3 separate regions of the Mus musculus genome follow, and regions 2 and 3 are each linked to region 1. A link is a contact called in public HiChIP or PLAC-seq data. All regions are on one chromosome and are shown on one strand. Each heading gives the region's core, a stretch centred on a gene start, on an enhancer-like site or on the middle of the called end of the contact. The rest is flanking DNA. Distances are from core to core; before and after follow the strand shown.

The links. HiChIP or PLAC-seq counts read pairs in DNA pulled down with a chosen protein or histone mark.
Region 2: a contact with region 1 is called in an H3K27ac HiChIP or PLAC-seq map of embryonic stem cells, with 3 times the contacts expected there. The contact joins two enhancer-like sites. A contact is called at or near these places in 4 of 115 datasets of contacts at active chromatin or transcription factors (the NIH/3T3 cell line and embryonic stem cells).
Region 3: a contact with region 1 is called in an H3K27ac HiChIP or PLAC-seq map of embryonic stem cells, with 47 read pairs. The contact joins two enhancer-like sites. A contact is called at or near these places in 5 of 39 promoter capture datasets (the 3T3-L1 cell line, embryonic stem cells, hippocampal neurons and 1 more), 3 of 15 datasets of contacts at CTCF or cohesin (embryonic stem cells, hippocampal excitatory neurons and stem cell-derived epiblast-like cells), 127 of 484 Hi-C or Micro-C datasets (the AML12 cell line, the AtT-20 cell line, B cells and 65 more), 34 of 115 datasets of contacts at active chromatin or transcription factors (acute myeloid leukemia, bone marrow-derived macrophages, cardiomyocytes and 17 more) and 3 of 9 other capture datasets (adipose tissue, embryonic stem cells and liver).

The regions. Positions count from the first base shown.
Region 1 is chr10:108,432,863-108,435,369 of GRCm38.p6, reverse strand. All of the region lies in intron 1 of Gm36283 (predicted gene, 36283), which reads right to left. Among named protein-coding and RNA genes, the nearest start is that of Gm36440, 11 kb to the left of the region's middle. Within about 2 kb of position 1,254, at least 64 of the 459 cell types and tissues checked have an H3K27ac peak or open chromatin away from gene starts, as enhancers often do. A contact at or near this core is called in differentiating embryonic stem cells, embryonic stem cells, epiblasts and 4 more, where this site is marked.
Region 2 is chr10:108,237,954-108,240,460 of GRCm38.p6, reverse strand. Ppp1r12a (protein phosphatase 1, regulatory subunit 12A) reads right to left here. Exons shown (of 25, transcript NM_001368736.1): 6 at 282-356. Among named protein-coding and RNA genes, the nearest start is that of Ppp1r12a, 77 kb to the right of the region's middle. Within about 2 kb of position 1,255, at least 9 of the 459 cell types and tissues checked have an H3K27ac peak or open chromatin away from gene starts, as enhancers often do. A contact at or near this core is called in embryonic stem cells, where this site is marked.
Region 3 is chr10:108,285,614-108,288,120 of GRCm38.p6, reverse strand. No RefSeq gene overlaps it. Among named protein-coding and RNA genes, the nearest start is that of Pawr, 45 kb to the left of the region's middle. Within about 2 kb of position 1,255, at least 18 of the 459 cell types and tissues checked have an H3K27ac peak or open chromatin away from gene starts, as enhancers often do. A contact at or near this core is called in differentiating embryonic stem cells, embryonic stem cells, epiblasts and 4 more, where this site is marked.

The DNA.
Region 1 (2,507 bases), core at 5-2,504:
TTTAAATTCACAGCAGTAACGCCTAAGGTGACAAAGTAACATTTTTTTTTCCTTCTAAAAGCTTTGATTTCAAAACAGTAACTGATTATCCGATATCATCGAGATTGAACAAACAAAATCGTAACTTCTCGATTCCACAGCACGATGACGTCAGATTTCCCTTCACCTAGGCAACTTCAACTTTTGACGAGACTTGTAACTATTTGGACTTTCAGGGTTTTGGTTTGCTGACTTTAATCTTTCAAACCAGTATCTGCATGGGTGCCTATAATCACTTTACACGTAGACATTACACAAAACAGTTTCTTAAAACTACTTCAGTGTCGCGTCAGCCATCAGAGCCACTTAACACTTTTTCAAGCTCTCTCTGCTAATGGGATTTGCTCCTGGAGAATATATACCAGTTCCGGGCTACCTCTGCTGCTTTTGGAGTGACTAAAGCTGATGCAATGAGGATCCTGATGAAGTCATTTTGTCACCTTGGAAAACTCACCCAACAGAGATTACAGTGATCTCGGGCAACTGGGTGGGAGACAGAGGTCTGCAAGCCAAACTCTCTGTCAAATATTGGTAAATTTCTGTGTTATAATAACTTCACTTTTGGCACCTTAATTCAGCCTTTTAATTTGTTAGCTAACATATACTAAGTTAAAAGTGATGCGAAGAAACGTTTCTCTTTTAAATGAAGGCTAAGTTTGCACTTACTAGCCCAGTGCTTCTCAACCTGAGGGTCTGGACCCCACGGGGGGGGGGGGGGGGGGCTGCATATCAGATATCCTGCATATCAGATCTTTACTTGACAATTTATCACAGTAGCAAAATTACAGTTACAATGTAGCAACAAAATAATTTTATGGTTGGGGAGATCGCCACAACATGAGGAACTGTATTAAAGGGTCCGAGCATCAAGAAGGTTGGGGACCACTGCTCTAGTCAGAGAAGAAAACACTGACTTCCAGAAGAAGAAATTCAATTGCCTTCGGGAACAGATGTTACTGACAGCCTCGGGAACTTTGTCTCCTTTGTAAGAGCCCAGCAGAGGAAATTCCCTTCAGGAACAGTGTCACTAGGGTCCCATAACCTTTAAGCGAAGGATCTCTCTGATGGCTTCCGTTTTGCCCAGCAACTTTGACCAGTTTCCCATCTCACTCAAATATCTGCAGCCAACTCGGAAAGGGGATTTCCTGGACTCTGTGTACCTCGGTTAAGTCTACAGCCGACCCTCACATCACGTGACGCAATTAAGTGCAGGGAAGAAAAGCTCAGCTTAAAGGAACCCCACGGTGTTGGGTGTTCCTGCAGTCCTCCGCATTCCTGCGAACGTGTGAAAACTCAAGACTGGGACTCCATCATGTGAACGCAACGTTAGCATTTGAACGTTCATTTTCTTCCCTGGTTGATAATGTTTCTGAAAAATTGAGGCTACCCATATGTAGGGCCCTGGAAAAGATTTGAAAACATGAACTATGTTAAGTACTGTGTCTTGTCTCGGGAGCATCTAAAAGCCTAGAGATCTTGGCTTGGGAAATTTAGAAAAACAAACACTAACTCAGATGACTGGAGAAATAAAGAATAATTTAAGTTTTGGCCCTAACTATACTTGTCATTCTACGAGAATAGCCCTGGCTTTTGTTTGTCTTTGCTGTTTCTATTCTGCCCACATGGATTAAACCAAGGAAAAGTAGCTGAATCTAAGCTCATTCCAGTGTGAGCCATACAACCTATGAACTCCGTTCTAAATCAAGTTTCATTTACTGACTTCCCTGAGTCACGAATGTGTGACCTACTGGAATCCACGATGGGGGTCACAGAATGAGATTATACACCAAAGAAGGAATGCAAAAAAAAAAAAAAAAATTCAAGCAAGACTGGAAACAACCAACCCAAGTCATAACTTAGGAAAAATGAACATCTTTTGAGTATAAACACCAATTCTTCTAGAAAACACAGACAGCAGATGTACCTGAATTCATTCATTCATTTATATTATAAATATTATAAAATATGAGGGAGATACTATCATGACCATTTTTTGTATTACGAAGTAGAGGTGCAAGAAAAGGAGATGACAGTCCCTTAGCCATGAATCAAATCTTCTATATGATCATTATTGTATGGGGTGGTTTAAATTTTAAGCTCTTGGGCCAGCAATAGGGCTCTGAGGTTAGAGGTGTTGGCTCACAGGCATGGCAACCTCACTTTAATTTTTGGGCCCTAAAGGTGACATTGGAGAATAGACTCAGAGTTGTCCTCTGACCTCCACAGATACACTAAGGCATGTGGATACACACACACACACACACACACACACACACTAAAATTTAACCCTTTGTGTTCTTTTGGCTAGGGTTTATATTTGCTATGCTACACCATGACAGGAATCTTCCTTAAAATTCAAAACATTTCTATTTCATCTTAATCTCCGGTTTTGCTTTTTTAAGCAGAGCTGTTTCTTTTGGCTTAAAAACAAAATTTAAACACATAAGAACACCTAATCACATACATAC
Region 2 (2,507 bases), core at 6-2,505, 190 kb after region 1:
CCTGCTATTATAAACTCAGTTTACTATAACACCACTAAGCATGTTGTCTTAGGAAATTAGAAAAGCATGCTATAAATACTCAGTTTTTTAGAAAGCAAGACAGAGAAATAGGCAACCAATATTATGAGCGCCCAGCAGCAGCAGCCCGCATTCAAGCCCACTGTCATTGTGTTTGATTACGAAGGTAAGAAGTAAGAAACATTACCAGAACACCGAAAACGCTTGAAATTCAAAGCTATAGAGAACTCATTAATATAAGTATTTTTAGCAGTTAAACATACCAGAGTTTGTTTTTTTTGCAACTCTTCTAGATATCCCAAAATGTCTTCATCTGCTACATCAAAGGCTGTTTGGCCCTAGACAGGAAATGAGAAGTAGCCACAGTAAAAAGTCAATATACCATAAAATGACATCAACAATTCTTACTAATTACACAGCTATCTAGGTAAGTGTGCGTACACTCACACATTGCTGTTTGTGTAGGTATATATGCATGTGTATGAGTGTGCTCTATCTTACAGACAGGGTCTCTCGTAGGCCTGGAACTCACCAAGTAAGCTAGGCTAGGCCAGTGAACCCAACAGATCCACTTGCCTCTGCGCCCCGGCTCTGGAAATAAAAGCACAGGCTGCCACACTCAGCTTTTATATGAGTTCTGGGAATTGAACTTGGATCATAAGACTAGCAAGGCAAGCACTTCACTGACTTCAGGTATCTCTCCAGCCCCAAGAATCACGTTTGATGGAAGTTAAAAATGATAGACTATACAGGACTCCAAGGACACATGAGAAACGCATGTGAGTATGCCTTCCATATACTTTAGGACCAGAATGCGTGCATTGTTTTGAGAGTATCAACAGCTGCAACTCCCTTGCTACAATTTAGAAGTAAAATTTCACCACCCTCAAAAGAATAAGTGGATCCTTCTTGTACCATCTTCCATTCCACTTAAGCCACCTTGTATCTATCTATCTATATGCTGATCAAACACTTTACATGGATCAAACTGAACAACTCTCTGCTAGAACTCTTTGGGATAGGTTTCTTTTACCTCACATGCTGTGAGACTCATCTGTGTAATGACATGTATGACTACTTCACTCCCTTTTACTGGGAAACACAATTCCCTGCCTCGGCTCATTTTGCTAATGTAAATCATTTGCTTTGGCTTTCCGCCTAACGTAAGCACTGCTGCCGGCTAAGAGCAGGCCGCTCCTGCAGAGTGGTGACTGCCTAGAGCTCCAGGTCTAAGGGCTCTGCGGCCTACACTCAAGCGCACCTGCACTCAACTGCACACACAAATTACAATAATAAAGGCAAATGAAGCACCACCACGAACAAAACAATTCTGTTTGTGGGCTACTCCCACGTTCAAAGTGGACCGATGTGGTAACTCTAGGATTTGAGGCCTTTTGACTTGATTATCTTCTAAAACTTGACTAAAGATGTATGGATACGTGCAGGTGTACATGCACTGTGTGTGTGCATATGCAGCAACCGCAATGATCAGTTTTAAAATTACTTCAAAGGATCATTTGTCAGTCTACTTTTATTCCCCGTGGTAACAAAATTCCCCATTTCTGCCTTAAAAGCTAAGAATTAAATTGAGTTAAAAAAAAATCCTGTTATAAAACAACTGATCCAAATTTTAACGTAGTATGTTAATTTCAATTTTGTATTTCTGTACAATTCAAAAATTTTAGAAACTCTTCTAACTTAATGCAACTTTTATCTAAAATCATATTACAGACTCAAGATCATGCTCTTATGGTCAAATAACTCAATTACTCCTTAAAATTTACCAACTCGTACAAATAAAATACCACCCTGAACTTTTAAATTGTAATTACATTTTTGAAGCAGTTAAATAAGAAAGGGTTCTTTTAATAACCAAGGAATTTCTCTTTTAATAGTTAGAAACGGGGTTCCCTTACTAACCTTTCTTTTCATTTTCTCCTTTCATTAATGACTCTGCTTTGCAAACAGCAGCTCATAGAGAATGAAAACTCAAGTAAAATGTGGCCTATACACAGAGAAAAATTTCCAATGTAAACTGCACACCTCTACCACCCAGCCACACGTACCAATCACATAACCACGACTGTCATGCAATCTGAAAGACACTAAGAAGCGGAAGGAGACTGAACACTGTAACTCTCCCCACGGGCTCTGGCTTCACTACTGGGACGCAAGCACAGGAAAGCAGCTCAGTCAGGTAGAGCAGCTGGAAACAACCAAGGACGCAGTGATGAGACACTGGGAAGTAGGAGCTCGTGTCAAAGCAAGGGAACAGAACAAGCTGCTTGAACATCAGTTCAATATACCTACAAGTTAGCGAAGCCACAGATCTAGCAAGAACATGGCTTGATTTACTTCCCCCTCGCTGCAGTTTTTTCTCAGCTGTTTTAAATGAATTGCTTTTGCAGACCTAATTCTTTTAGTCTTTGGTGGAACTAGTAGTGAAGGCAGCTGGTACAGAACTGATGATGCTTTCCATCGTTCAGATG
Region 3 (2,507 bases), core at 6-2,505, 150 kb after region 1:
TGTCCTTTTCTGGTGTGTCTGAAGACAGTGACAGAGTAGTGTACTCACATATATGAAATAAATAAATAAACAAATAAATAAATAAAATTTAAAAAAATCTCCAGTTTGGGTTTGTATTGAACTCAGCATAAGGGTTTTGGTGTTTAATAAATTCAGCATTAACATGTTCAAAGCTTCCTGATTAAACTTGTTAAGTCTGTCTTAACAAATATGGTGAGCACACTTGAAGGGTTAAATCAGAGTGATTGGGTTTCTTTTCAACTATGCTCATACTAGCCATTCTTTGCCTGTTCCCTTTCCTGACTATAGCCTCCTCCTTTTGGGAGTTCATCGTTTTATTTGGATTTTCTGCTACTACCAAGCACAGAACTTCAATCCACTCTTGCTCAGAGTAGTGTGTTGACCAAGCTGTACACAGTTCCAAGAGATAACAAAACAAAGCCTGCCTCTGCCTCTCAAGTGCTGGGACTACAGGCGTGCGCCACCACACCGGGCTGATTTTTTTTTTTTTTTTTCATTAACTATATGAAGTGAGGAAGACCACCTGCAATGAGAGAATGAGGTCACTGAACAGAGAAGGGGGTGAAAGGCAGAGGTGACAGTCAGCAGATGGGATTTTGACCAAGGACAGAATGAATCTGAGTGTCCCAGCCACCCCTATCCCTGAAGCTTCACCTATAACTAACTTTACCATGTAATCTATATTATTATTTACTCCATAAGGTTGGTTCCTTCTATAGGAACCCACTGGAGTTGAGGGGATTAGCTGCACTGTGAGTTAATGAAGAAGGACCTTGAACTTCTCCAACCACATTCCAGAGACCAAGGTCTAGATCACTATTGTTTTGCAAATGAGGGAACGGATCCACCCTCAGCAGCTGGAGATGCCCTTTGCGCCTTCCGAATCACAGCCATTGACAATTTTTTCCCCTCCCTAATTCTTAGTTCCATTTCTAAGGATATAGATTTGAAACCTAAGGCCAGCAGGTCTTACATTTTAGCTTGCAATATGATCCTCTGGGAGTCTTGTTGAAGACTGTTAAGCTGTCTTTGTCTTTGGACCTGACAATGTGGATTCCTGACAAATTCCTACATAAAGCCGCTACTGTAGGTCTCCGGTGGGCATTTAGAGAACTAGCAGGTTCATATGCTAATAGGACCTATTTAAATATTTTGCATAAATATCTACACTAACCGGCATTGAAGAGAAAGGAAGATTGATCTCTCGGGTAGGGCAGTGACCCAAGGCAGCAGTTCTGAGAATGTCCTTGCTGGAGGCCAGGTACGCAACAATAGAGTTCCTCGTTATCACATCCCTTTGTCTGGAAGGCGTGACCAAAACTGAAAGGCTCCTGGTCCAGATAACAGGAATAATCAATTTACCTTCCTCCCCAATTTCTGCCATAAGACAGAACCCCTTAGCCTAGAGCCCAATCAATGGCGCCCAATCCCTGGAGACCAGCTCCTGCCATACTGGAGGAACATAGTCATCTCTCTCTTAAGGTCCCAGCTATGAATCTATAAATTAAAAACTGCCTTTCTGTTGTCGGTGGATCTCATTCTTTAAATTTTTGAGGAGACAAACCCCTCAAAGCCACTGATCAGAGTCCTTTTCCTGGCAGTTGAGTTTTTCCAGAAACATAACCCCACCCTCAACCATGGGCTAAGCTCAGCAATCCTAGTGAATCCTGTCACAAACCATGGCCGAGAAGAGGAATATTCTAGATGCAGACGAGAATCTACAGTGTGCTGTTCCCCAGTGTGATGCTCTTTACACAATTCAGGAAGCCTGAATCTCACCAGAAAGAAAGGGAGTTATTACAAATAAATCATTTCTCAATGCTTAATTTGCATATGGCCTTGATTTTAGGTTACTACCTCCCACATTGGGGGTCCTAAGATATTTCTTTTAGAGAAAACCTTCTCTCAGAGATACAAGACTGGCTACCGTTTGAGACATCAAATGTATGGGACAGCTGTCCAGCTGCCTATCTGTCCCAAAGGAAAAGACTTTGCATTTGTCTGCAGCAGTTCTTTACACTATCAGGGGCTACAGGATGTGATAGGATTGAATGCATGATGCTTAAACTATTGCCAATGACTGTCAACATTTAATATCTATATTACAGATCTTTTCTGGCGATTAACACTGCGCATCTACACCTTGTAACTGACTTTACTTTGGGACTCTCCATTCCTTTGGAGAAGAGACAAGTGACATCAGCATACAGTACACTTTAAACTAAGATCTCCGGAATAGCAGCATCCCCACCACCCAAGAATTTGATGGAAATACAAAGTCCACATCTGGGTTCCAATTGTCTGGGCAAGTTCGGTAGGAGCTCAAGAGAAAGCGCTTCTGCTAGGAGAAGGGCTAAGCTCTTGGGTGAAGATGGTGACCACACACACACACACACACACACACACACACACACACACACACACACACAGACAGACAGTGCTATCATCTTGGTTGGAACTGTGTCATACACACTTGGAAGCACACT